Regions from separate parts of the Zea mays genome. Here regions 1 and 3 are each linked to region 2. The links are chromatin contacts, called in public Hi-C maps. All regions are on one chromosome and are shown on one strand. Each heading gives the region's core, a stretch centred on a gene start, on an enhancer-like site or on the middle of the called end of the contact. The rest is flanking DNA. Distances are from core to core; before and after follow the strand shown. Region 1 holds the start of LOC103651874. Region 2 holds the start of LOC100383665. Region 3 holds the start of LOC100283996.

The links. Hi-C and Micro-C count contacts between places; a contact is called where the count stands out from the background.
Region 1: a Hi-C map of leaf shows a contact between it and region 2, with 5 times the contacts expected there. The contact joins the promoter of LOC103651874 here to the promoter of LOC100383665 in region 2. A contact is called at or near these places in 2 of 25 Hi-C or Micro-C datasets (leaf and tassel).
Region 3: a Hi-C map of leaf shows a contact between it and region 2, with 8 times the contacts expected there. The contact joins the promoter of LOC100283996 here to the promoter of LOC100383665 in region 2. A contact is called at or near these places in 4 of 25 Hi-C or Micro-C datasets (ear, leaf and tassel).

Annotation. Positions count from the first base shown.
Region 1 is chr3:35,927,967-35,931,012 of Zm-B73-REFERENCE-NAM-5.0, forward strand. It overlaps LOC103651874, which reads right to left and starts at 1,301. Exons shown (of 4, transcript XM_020550747.1): 1 at 1,288-1,301; 2 at 880-1,077; 3 at 671-767; 4 at 76-521. The coding sequence starts at 1,301. The coding sequence ends at 147.
Region 2 is chr3:36,200,896-36,203,908 of Zm-B73-REFERENCE-NAM-5.0, forward strand. It overlaps LOC100383665, which reads right to left and starts at 1,621. Exons shown (of 7, transcript NM_001366830.1): 1 at 957-1,621; 2 at 334-427. The coding sequence starts at 1,177.
Region 3 is chr3:36,494,137-36,497,043 of Zm-B73-REFERENCE-NAM-5.0, forward strand. LOC100283996 reads right to left here and starts at 1,375. Exons shown (of 1, transcript NM_001156894.2): 1 at 521-1,375. The coding sequence starts at 1,243. The coding sequence ends at 956.

The DNA.
Region 1 (3,046 bases), core at 51-2,550, 270 kb before region 2:
GGCTCCACAAAATTTTTTTCCCTGTACACCCCGTAGTATACTACCGCCTGCCTGCGCGGGCTGCGGCAACCGAAGTTGTTTTTACTGACATCCTGCTATATATATAATATGGTCCCTACTACACACGGTTACTTCCACGTACGCGCTCACGTCCATACGAGGACGACAGCAGCGGCCGCACTCAGCAGCAGCGGCATCGCTTGCGCCAGGCTGCTGACGCGGGCGTCGCTCCCGCGGCCGTACAAGTGCCCGTCGCCTCCGAGGCGCTGCAGCACGTCGTCGAAGTCGCCCCGGAGGCCGGAGCGGCCGCACCACCCGCGGGCGAGCACGAGGCGGACGTCGGCGGCGGAGGCGCCGTTGTAGAAGCGGAAGCCGGCCACGATGCCGTCGTCGACGCAGCGCAGCACGAGGTGCGTCTCCACCAGGCACGGCCCGCCGCAGAAGGCGTCCACCGACCCCGGCGGCACGTCCAGCGCGCCCTCGGGGCCCAGCCGGAGCGCGCCCTGGCACCCGCTGTAGATCTTGGCATCATATGGCACGCAGTGAGCAGCAAGGGCGTTCAGTACGTATGCTCGCCATATATATTGATCATGACAAGAGCGTGGGATAGCCCAAAACTACGATAAGCTAGACGCGACGAGTATGTATATATACACATATGCACACTCACGTAGCGATCGTTGAAGCAGGACAGGGCTCTCCCGACTATGCTCGCGGCGTCTGTCTTCTGGCCGTGGAACGCTGCTGCTGCTCCTCCATCTGCAATTCTGCATATGCATGAGTTCCGCACGTACGTACGTACCAGTGCAGTGATGAGCAACATGGAACCGTGACGTATGTGCGAGGACTTGAGAGCAGAGCAGGCGAAGAAACGGGGACCTGCTGAGCTGCAGCAGGCAGCTGGGAGCCGGATCAGGAAGCAGCAAATAAAGCAGGCGATGCACGCCGCTGCCAGGAACGAAAACGGCGGCCTGCTGCAAACGGATGCCATAGTCTCGATCCCGACAGTTTAAACTCTCCCTCTCGACGTCGTCGGCGCCGCCCGTATGTACGAGGAAGAACTTTAAGATCGACGAGCTATATATATATATGCAACTTTGCTAATCTTGCGTCGCGTTCGCCCGGTCGTCGACGATGCGTGAATGCACGATAGTTTCTCAAGCTCCGCGGCTCTGGTTGGGTGCTGGTTTCCTTGGTGGGCAGGGCGGCAGGCCAACCAACCTGTGACCAGAGCGCATGAGAGATACAGGCAGGTTCAGAGGAGTCCAAGACCATCTTTTATTTTACCTCTCTTTCGCCATGACGCATTTCCCTGATCGTATGGTGGTGGACTTGTGACTTTCGTATTTCCCCTTTTTCGGTCATAATCTTCAGAAGGCTGAACACCTTCGAATTGAGCCTGGTCTTTGTGAAACGAAAGTGGAGCTGGTATTACCAGCCCTGTTCTATTTGGATTTTGGAGGCATGATGGTTTTGGTTGGTCGTGAATTCACCAGAAGCTCCCGCAGAAGATCATCAAAACAGGACAACACAGTCGATTGCAAATATAGGTGCCCAAACGGGCGGCCCGGTCCGGCACGGGTCCGTTAGGCCCGACGGATAATTGGGGCGTGCCCGGCCATTCCGCGTGCCGCAGCACAGGCACGGCACGTCGGCATGTTAGTCGTGTCGGACGTCCGGTTAACCGGCCACGTTCTCCCATTAAATCAAGAAAAATAACAAAAAACTGTGTGTGAGTGGGGATGGAGACTAACAAGTAGAACTCTAGTGTATTTGTTGTAAATAGCAAATATAAAATGTAAATATATATATACTATGTTTTATAAAATAAAATATATATAATTGTGCCGCGTCGTGCAGGCCGAGGCAGCGGCCCAAGAACAACACGATTCTCGTGTTGGGCCCGGCTCGACACTATTAAACGGGTCGTGCTTCGGGCTGGCCCGTTAGGCATGACCCATTTAGCGCTCTATAATTGCAAAGATATCTTTGGAATACTCGCGAAAGATGAATGTGTACAGGGAGCTTTGAAGAGTAAACATTTAAAATCTCTTGTGCTCGCATACTGTTCAATTATTTATATGGATATGATGATGTACAACTTTATATAAAATTACATTAATAACACAATGTATATACACGGAGTCTATTAAGTTCGCGGGGTGTTTCTGTTTTTTCCTCTAAGAAACGTGTTATGCACGTCGCTTCTGTATTCCTTTGCCACTACTTTGTATCTGAGCTTAAGTAGTATCTGAGCTTGTACGAGATTCAGGTGTGTTGACTCTAGACTTCAGCGATAAGCCCTCCTTAATGACGAAGCTGTTTCTCTCTCCCTTCGTTTACCGAAGCTTTCAGTCGACGCTTGCCTTTGTTCCTGAAAAAGTCTTAGGACAACAGAATCTGATAATTCGAGGACCTTCAGGGCTGATTTGGTGATCCAAGATCCCGGGAGGATCGGAGGGGATTAAAGGGAAATTAGTTCATTTCCCCCTCGATCCCCTCCAATCCTCTCGGGATCCCTTTGTCACCAAATCAACCCTCAATGAAACCCTTTTCCTCAACACTAATTTCTGGTGGGCACATGTCAGCTATTGAAAATAAATGCTTATTTTTATCGGCTGATGCCTGGCCACAAAAAATAATAAGCTTATTTTTTATGGCTGATACCTAACCACTGATAATAACAAATTTATTTTTCTATGGGTTGGTGTCGGTCACCAAAAATAAGGTTATTTTTTACGGCATATGAATAAAAGTTATTTTGGCCATTTTCCTTATAGTGACGGGTGTAATTGTTAAAAGCGTCTCCAACCAGTAGTCCTACATCGGCGTCCTAAAATTTAAAGTAGGATCTAATTTAAAGTGTTTAGAAGCATAAAAAAGTGCTCGAACATACGAGATCTTATACTTAGGATCTGATAGACTGAGTCCTATATTTATTTAATATTTCCTATATATTTTTTTTTTGTAAAATAGAACCCTATTAAAGCAAGTTTTTGATGTCCTACAACTCCGTTTAGGACTCAGATGCTCTAACAATGCGTGT
Region 2 (3,013 bases), core at 371-2,870:
GACTCAAGCGCAAGAAGAAAGACAAATGCTGGTCATGTCCAGGAGATGTCAGTTTGCTCAGCCTGTGTGCTGCTAAGGCCAAGGCCCATGTATTTGGAACTTCGTTGGCATTTTTTTGGTTTTGTTTGGAGTAGTTCGTTCTCCTTATGGGTGGGTTGTTTCCCCCTGATGGCTGTTCCCTGGGTGTGCAGCATCAGGGTGGTCGTGAGACTTCACTTTCGTTCTGTTTGCTACGTTCTAAAACTTTGTAATTTCGATACTATCATAATGAAATTTGGTTTTTACCGTTGTGGAAAAACAAAAATGTATCAATAATTAGAGATAGGCACGTACGCTGACTTCAACGCGATGATCCGCCTCGCTAGCTTGTTTAAGCTTGTCTGATGTATCCTTCACTAGTTGTGTTATGTGTTGCCGTGTTTTATGTCTGCGATCAACAGCAGGTGATAGTCAGTAGACACATCAAGACAATTAGAACTTGTTAGCCTATATTTGGGCATAATTGAAGTTACTACTAATTCAATTTCAAAATATAACACAAAATGAGCAAGGGGTGCATAAGAACTGATTCAGATGACCTAATGAATCCATGTAGGTCATATGGCTTGATTTGCTCAATTCAATGGCTGATGACTAAGTATCAGCTAAAGTAGGCATCATCAAGAGCTATAACGTATGGACTTAGCAAATCGATTTACGGAAGCAATCTCTAAAAAAATAATAAGAGAAAATTAAACCCCAAGCAACCACCACTGGCAACTGTAATCGAAGTATCGACCACTTGCAACAGGAATCGATGCATCCATAGCAGGGACGAAACCTAAGCCGTAATTATACAGGCGCCAGGCGGATCAAAGCCGGAGCGGACCGAGTCCGCGAAATCAAAACGGATGGGGGTTGAGGCAAGGCAATCAAAACAGATTGGAGGTGAGGTAAGGCAGGAAGGCGGGACGTACATCCTGTCGCGGAGGTCGGGGGTATCCTTGGGCGTGCCGAGCGTGTTGACGAGGCGCTGGAACGTGGCAACCGCGGTGTTGATCTGGAAGACGCCCGACGCCACGGCCTGCGACGCGCCGGCGCCGGCGCCCCCCGCCCCCGCGGGGCCCCTGCCGTTCCTCCGGCCGCCGCCGAGCGGCGCCCCCCGGACGTGCCCCGCCTCCAGGTCCTGGAAGCTCATCCTCTCCTTCCGCTGCCTCTGCCTGGCTACCGACCCGGTCGAATCGTCGCCCCCGCCGGTCGAATCGAGGCTCTGAGCAGGAGATGGGATCCGAATCGGCGTCTCGCGAGGCCGGCCGCGAGAGGGGCGAATTGGAATTGGGGGACCGGGTCTAGCCCTCCGACCTTCTCTCTATTCTCTTCTCTTGTGTTTCGTTTCGTGTGGCGTCGGATAGATTGGGGATTCCGGAATTCACTCGCGGCGCGCAGGGGAAAGGACGGGACGAAAGAAGGTCTGTCGTCGCGGGCTCGCGGCAAGCTTCCAAGCCACAATCCAGTAATCCAGGTTGGTTCGTTGCCTTGCCTTGCCCGCCGGGTCGGGCGCTGGAAGCTGGGCCGCGACCGCGACGTCGCGTACGCGGTGCTCCTGATTCTGGCTGGGTTTGAAATTGCTTCGTGGGTCACGCGCGCCGGCGGCTGTCGCATCGACTGGGTCGTCTCTTTATCGACGGCCAGTTAAAGTTAAGGTAGAGTCAGAACTAAAACTATCTCCAACTATATCTAAAAAGCCTGTTTGATTGGCTTCTCCCCCGTAGCCTAGCTGCATGAGCTAGGATTGCGGGAACCTGGCTCCAGAGATACGACCAATTTACTCGTCTCTGCAGAGTTTGGTTCAGGGTACTTTTAAGTATCGTGCGAGTCTGGTTTCACATCTACACGCAGGTAACCAAACATACACCTCGCACGTGTAGAGCCTGGTTGACAACAACCAAATATCAGCTCATTGCATCCCGCCATACAAGCACCAGCAAATACAGGCAACCAAACACATAGTAAACTTTGATTTAGCCATTTAGTATATCTTTAAAAAAAAACTACGATCCAACCGTTTTCTAAATTAATTCTGATATTTAAGCATATCCAAAACCAGTGTTTCTTCTCCTCAAACTTGCTCTCCTCTTCCGCATTCCCAACCAAAGAATTGGCGCCTAAATTTTGGTGCCTCGCACCGTTTTTCCATCAAATCGACCGTATTCCGCGCACCACACTAGACCACAACTGATTCGCGTGCCTTCCCATCACTACCACAAGCATTCTTTGGCAACAAAATTTTGGGCGAGGAACCCATCTCCTTGCTGCCCAAGCAGATCTGGCCGAGTATCCCGTCAGCTAAAAGAATCTGTTATGCCTTCTCTAAGGTAATCATTAGCCCATCTGCTCTCTCCATCCCTAGCTGTTTGGGTCTCTCTCTGAAATTCATAGATGCCCTGCTCCATGGATGCATGTGTCTAGTGTTTTTTCCATTAACTAATTTCCACGTGTTTGTATTTGTGGTCGGATGTTTCAAGTAATTTTTTCCATTAACTTGATTGGCCACGTTATGGATAGATAGATGTTGGGGGCTACTGTTGGGGGCCTTCGGCTCCCGAAGGTCCTCAAAAACACAGTTTGACAATGTTTTCCAAGTGTAAAATGTGAACAGACACCTTCGGAACAGGCACCTTCGGAGTCAGGTCGCGAATATACAAGGACATGTTTAAGACGAAGCTGGAATGAAAAGCGGTCATGACGAAGGATAAGACGGTCATGAAGCCATATGCAGAAAAGCTTCGGCATAACGGCAGAAAAGAGGAACCGACTTAAAGATAAAAAGCCAAATTGGACCTTGAAGGATTACTATAGAGTTATTGATAAATGTAAAGGGCATCAATGTAATTTTACACGGGCTGCGTCCCGTGCCTATAAATAGGTGAACAGTACTCTCGTACTGTTCACGCTGACTGGGCACACGTCTTTTTGCATCACGACTTGTACCTTTGCCTTACATCAGTCTGAAGGTACATTTGTAATTCGTTTT
Region 3 (2,907 bases), core at 125-2,624, 290 kb after region 2:
GCGAGCCAGCTCGATAATACCATGTCTAGTGTCTACGAACAGATATAAAATCATGTAGCAAAAGAAAAGGAGATCTATTTAGAAAAAAGAATAGATTTTGCAACTTAATATTTCACACTCAACAAAGAACAAAATTAACTATAGTAGAGTACAAGATTAACTATTTTGGATCGGAGATTATTGTGATTTGACTAATTACTTCAACTCGTTTGGCTCGCGAGTCAGCTCGTGAGCCAGTTCGATCTGGCTCGTTAATACAAGCTCAACTCGTTACAAATTATAAACGAGTCGAGTCGAACCACTATCAAATCGAATCGAGCGAGTTAACGAGCTACGTGTTTTTCGTCCAGCCCTAACCACTACTGCTTGTTTATACAGGGATAAACACCACCTTTCCGCTCGTTTATGTTCAATAAAAAAAGATATATTTTGTCCGATGAAAAAAATACAGCATACTGCATACAAGTTCACCACGTAATCGAGATGACGTGAAAGGTAGGACAAGAACCGGAAGAAACTGTAGCTTTTATTAGTATAGTATAGTACGTACTAGCTGTAGCTGTAGCGACTAGCGAGTACGAAAAGGTAGCGAAAGGGCGAAACCCTGCTCCTCGGAGGAAGTACATCTGATATATAGGAGGAGCACAAGAGAGCAGGCCATCCAGCCCACACACGGCGGCGACCACCGACCACAGGCCGCTCTTCTCCCGTTGGTCGGACCCAAAACGACCCAGCGTCACATCTCATGGCACAGCGACCCGCACCGAGAAGACAGAAGACCTCGCTCGCGCTCTCCCAAGAACGTTCCGGGCGTCGCAGAGCGCGGCCGCACGCGCGCGTGGCTCAACACGCCGTTCGCCACACGAACCCCCAGCCCCCACCTCGTCTCACCCTGGTACGGTGCGCGTATGTCATACGAGACGAGGCGGAGCAGGGTGAAGGGAGCCGGGGCCGCTCAGGCCCGGGCGTAGGTGCGGGCGAGGTGCGCGGCGCGGAGGTCGGCGGGGTCGACGGCGGCGGCCCAGTTGGCGGGGCGGTAGTGGCCCGTGACGGGGTCGGGCACCCACGAGCCCTCGGCGGCGGCGGCGGCGGCGCGCCCGGCCTCCTTGGCCTCGCCCGCGGCCGCGCCCTCCGCCGCGCGCCTCATGGCCCCGGACGCCGCCGACGCCGCGTAGGCCCTGGCCCGGGGGACCAGCGACGCGAGGGCGAAGCGGGCGGAGGTGCCGGAGAGAGACAGAGCCATCGGGCCAGCTGCTGCTGCTGCTTGGGCAGGCAAAGGATTGGCTGGTGGCGCTCCGCTCTGCTCTGGTCTCAGCCCCCCGTGCTCTGCTTTGCGGCGCGTGTGAGCCGGCCGGTGTGGTGTGGTGTGGTGGAGGATGAGAGCGGAGGAGGGGGCGGGGTTTATAAAGAAGAGCCTGGGGGCTGGGAGGGAGGCGGAGGGGGAGCTGGAGGTGGGCTGGTGCCGGTGCGATAGGCAAACGGGCCACCCGGGTTCCCCGCGCTTTTTCTCGGATCGCGACGGGCCTCGGGAACCGGGAAAGCGTCAAAAGCGGTGGCACGTGCGCGGTGGCAGGAAACGGCGCCGCGGGTTCACTGCTTGTGTTTGAGTAATCGAGACGTCGTCGTCGTCGTCATCACCCTTCGATACGGTCGCGTGGTTTGGAAAGTCTCGCTGCTGCAGATCTGTGCATCCGTTCGGCCGGCGTTGCGCGACGGGATCGTAGGGACGGACAACGCCCGATGCCGACGGGTCCGCTCGGAAGGAGCGAGCGAAATTGCCTACTCCAGCCCCCGTCCTCCTCTGCCCGTATGTTTAATTTTCTATTTGTAGAGTATGAATATAGGGGTAAAAGAAGGTGGCAGTGGAGCAGTCCTAATTCTCCACTTCGTGGCTCCTCGATGATGCATGTCGGCCGAGGGATAACGTATGCGTTCGTGGTTGGTGGGTGGGCACGAGGGGGCTACATACAAGTCGACCACTGCGCTAGGTAGGCCGAGGGAGTACTAATAGTTTGTTTTTTCACAACCAAACTACAAAAAGAAAATCCCACCGTCCGCATCGATTGTGCCGCCGTCTGCTGGCCACGAGCCACGAGCCACGTCTCAGGTCCACTGCGAACTGAGTGCGCGGCGCGACCTGACTGACCTCAATGGAGGGGGAGCGTCATTGAGTCACGTCACGCTCCAACACGCCGGCGTCGCCGATATTTCCTCCTCTGCTTCACCTTTTTCCTCCCGGACGCCGGCGCGGCGAACCTCGCGCGCCTCGGTTTTCCAAGGGAAGTTGAGGTAAAAATAATAAATGTCAGGCCAGCGTGCGGGGCGTCCAGACACGCTGGGGCCCCGCGGACCAGTCTGGTTCCGCCGAAAGGGCAAAGCTCCCCGTTCCCGTTGTCCCTTGGCGCGGCGGGAAGGTGCGTGCGGGCGAGGCGCCGACTGGTGGAGGCGGCCGACGGGCCGCGCAAGGCGTCAGCTGGCCAGGTCGTATCTGCCTGGGTCGGCGTCGGCTTGGACGACCGCAGACTGCGTCGTCCGCACTCCGCAGGGGGCCGCTGGACAGGAGGACGAGGTGCCTGTGGGGGTCTGCCAATACGAGTGTGGCGCGTGGCACGATGGGTGCCGGGTGCCAGCCTGGCGCCACTCACCGCACTAGGTCAAAGCCGTCACCACCGGTTTATTTTAAAATTTCAATCCAAATTTTAAAAATTTAAATATATAAATATATATAATATGAGAAAATGAGTAATCTAATACACAACGTATTTAAATTTAGTCTCATTTAACCCATTAAAAAAATAGAAAACGTTTAGACCCATTATTAAGCGCTCGTTAGGGTTTTAATATAAAAACAAAAAAACCTCTCCCCTTCCTCTCACCTTGCCCGGTAGGATACAGGATGATGACTTT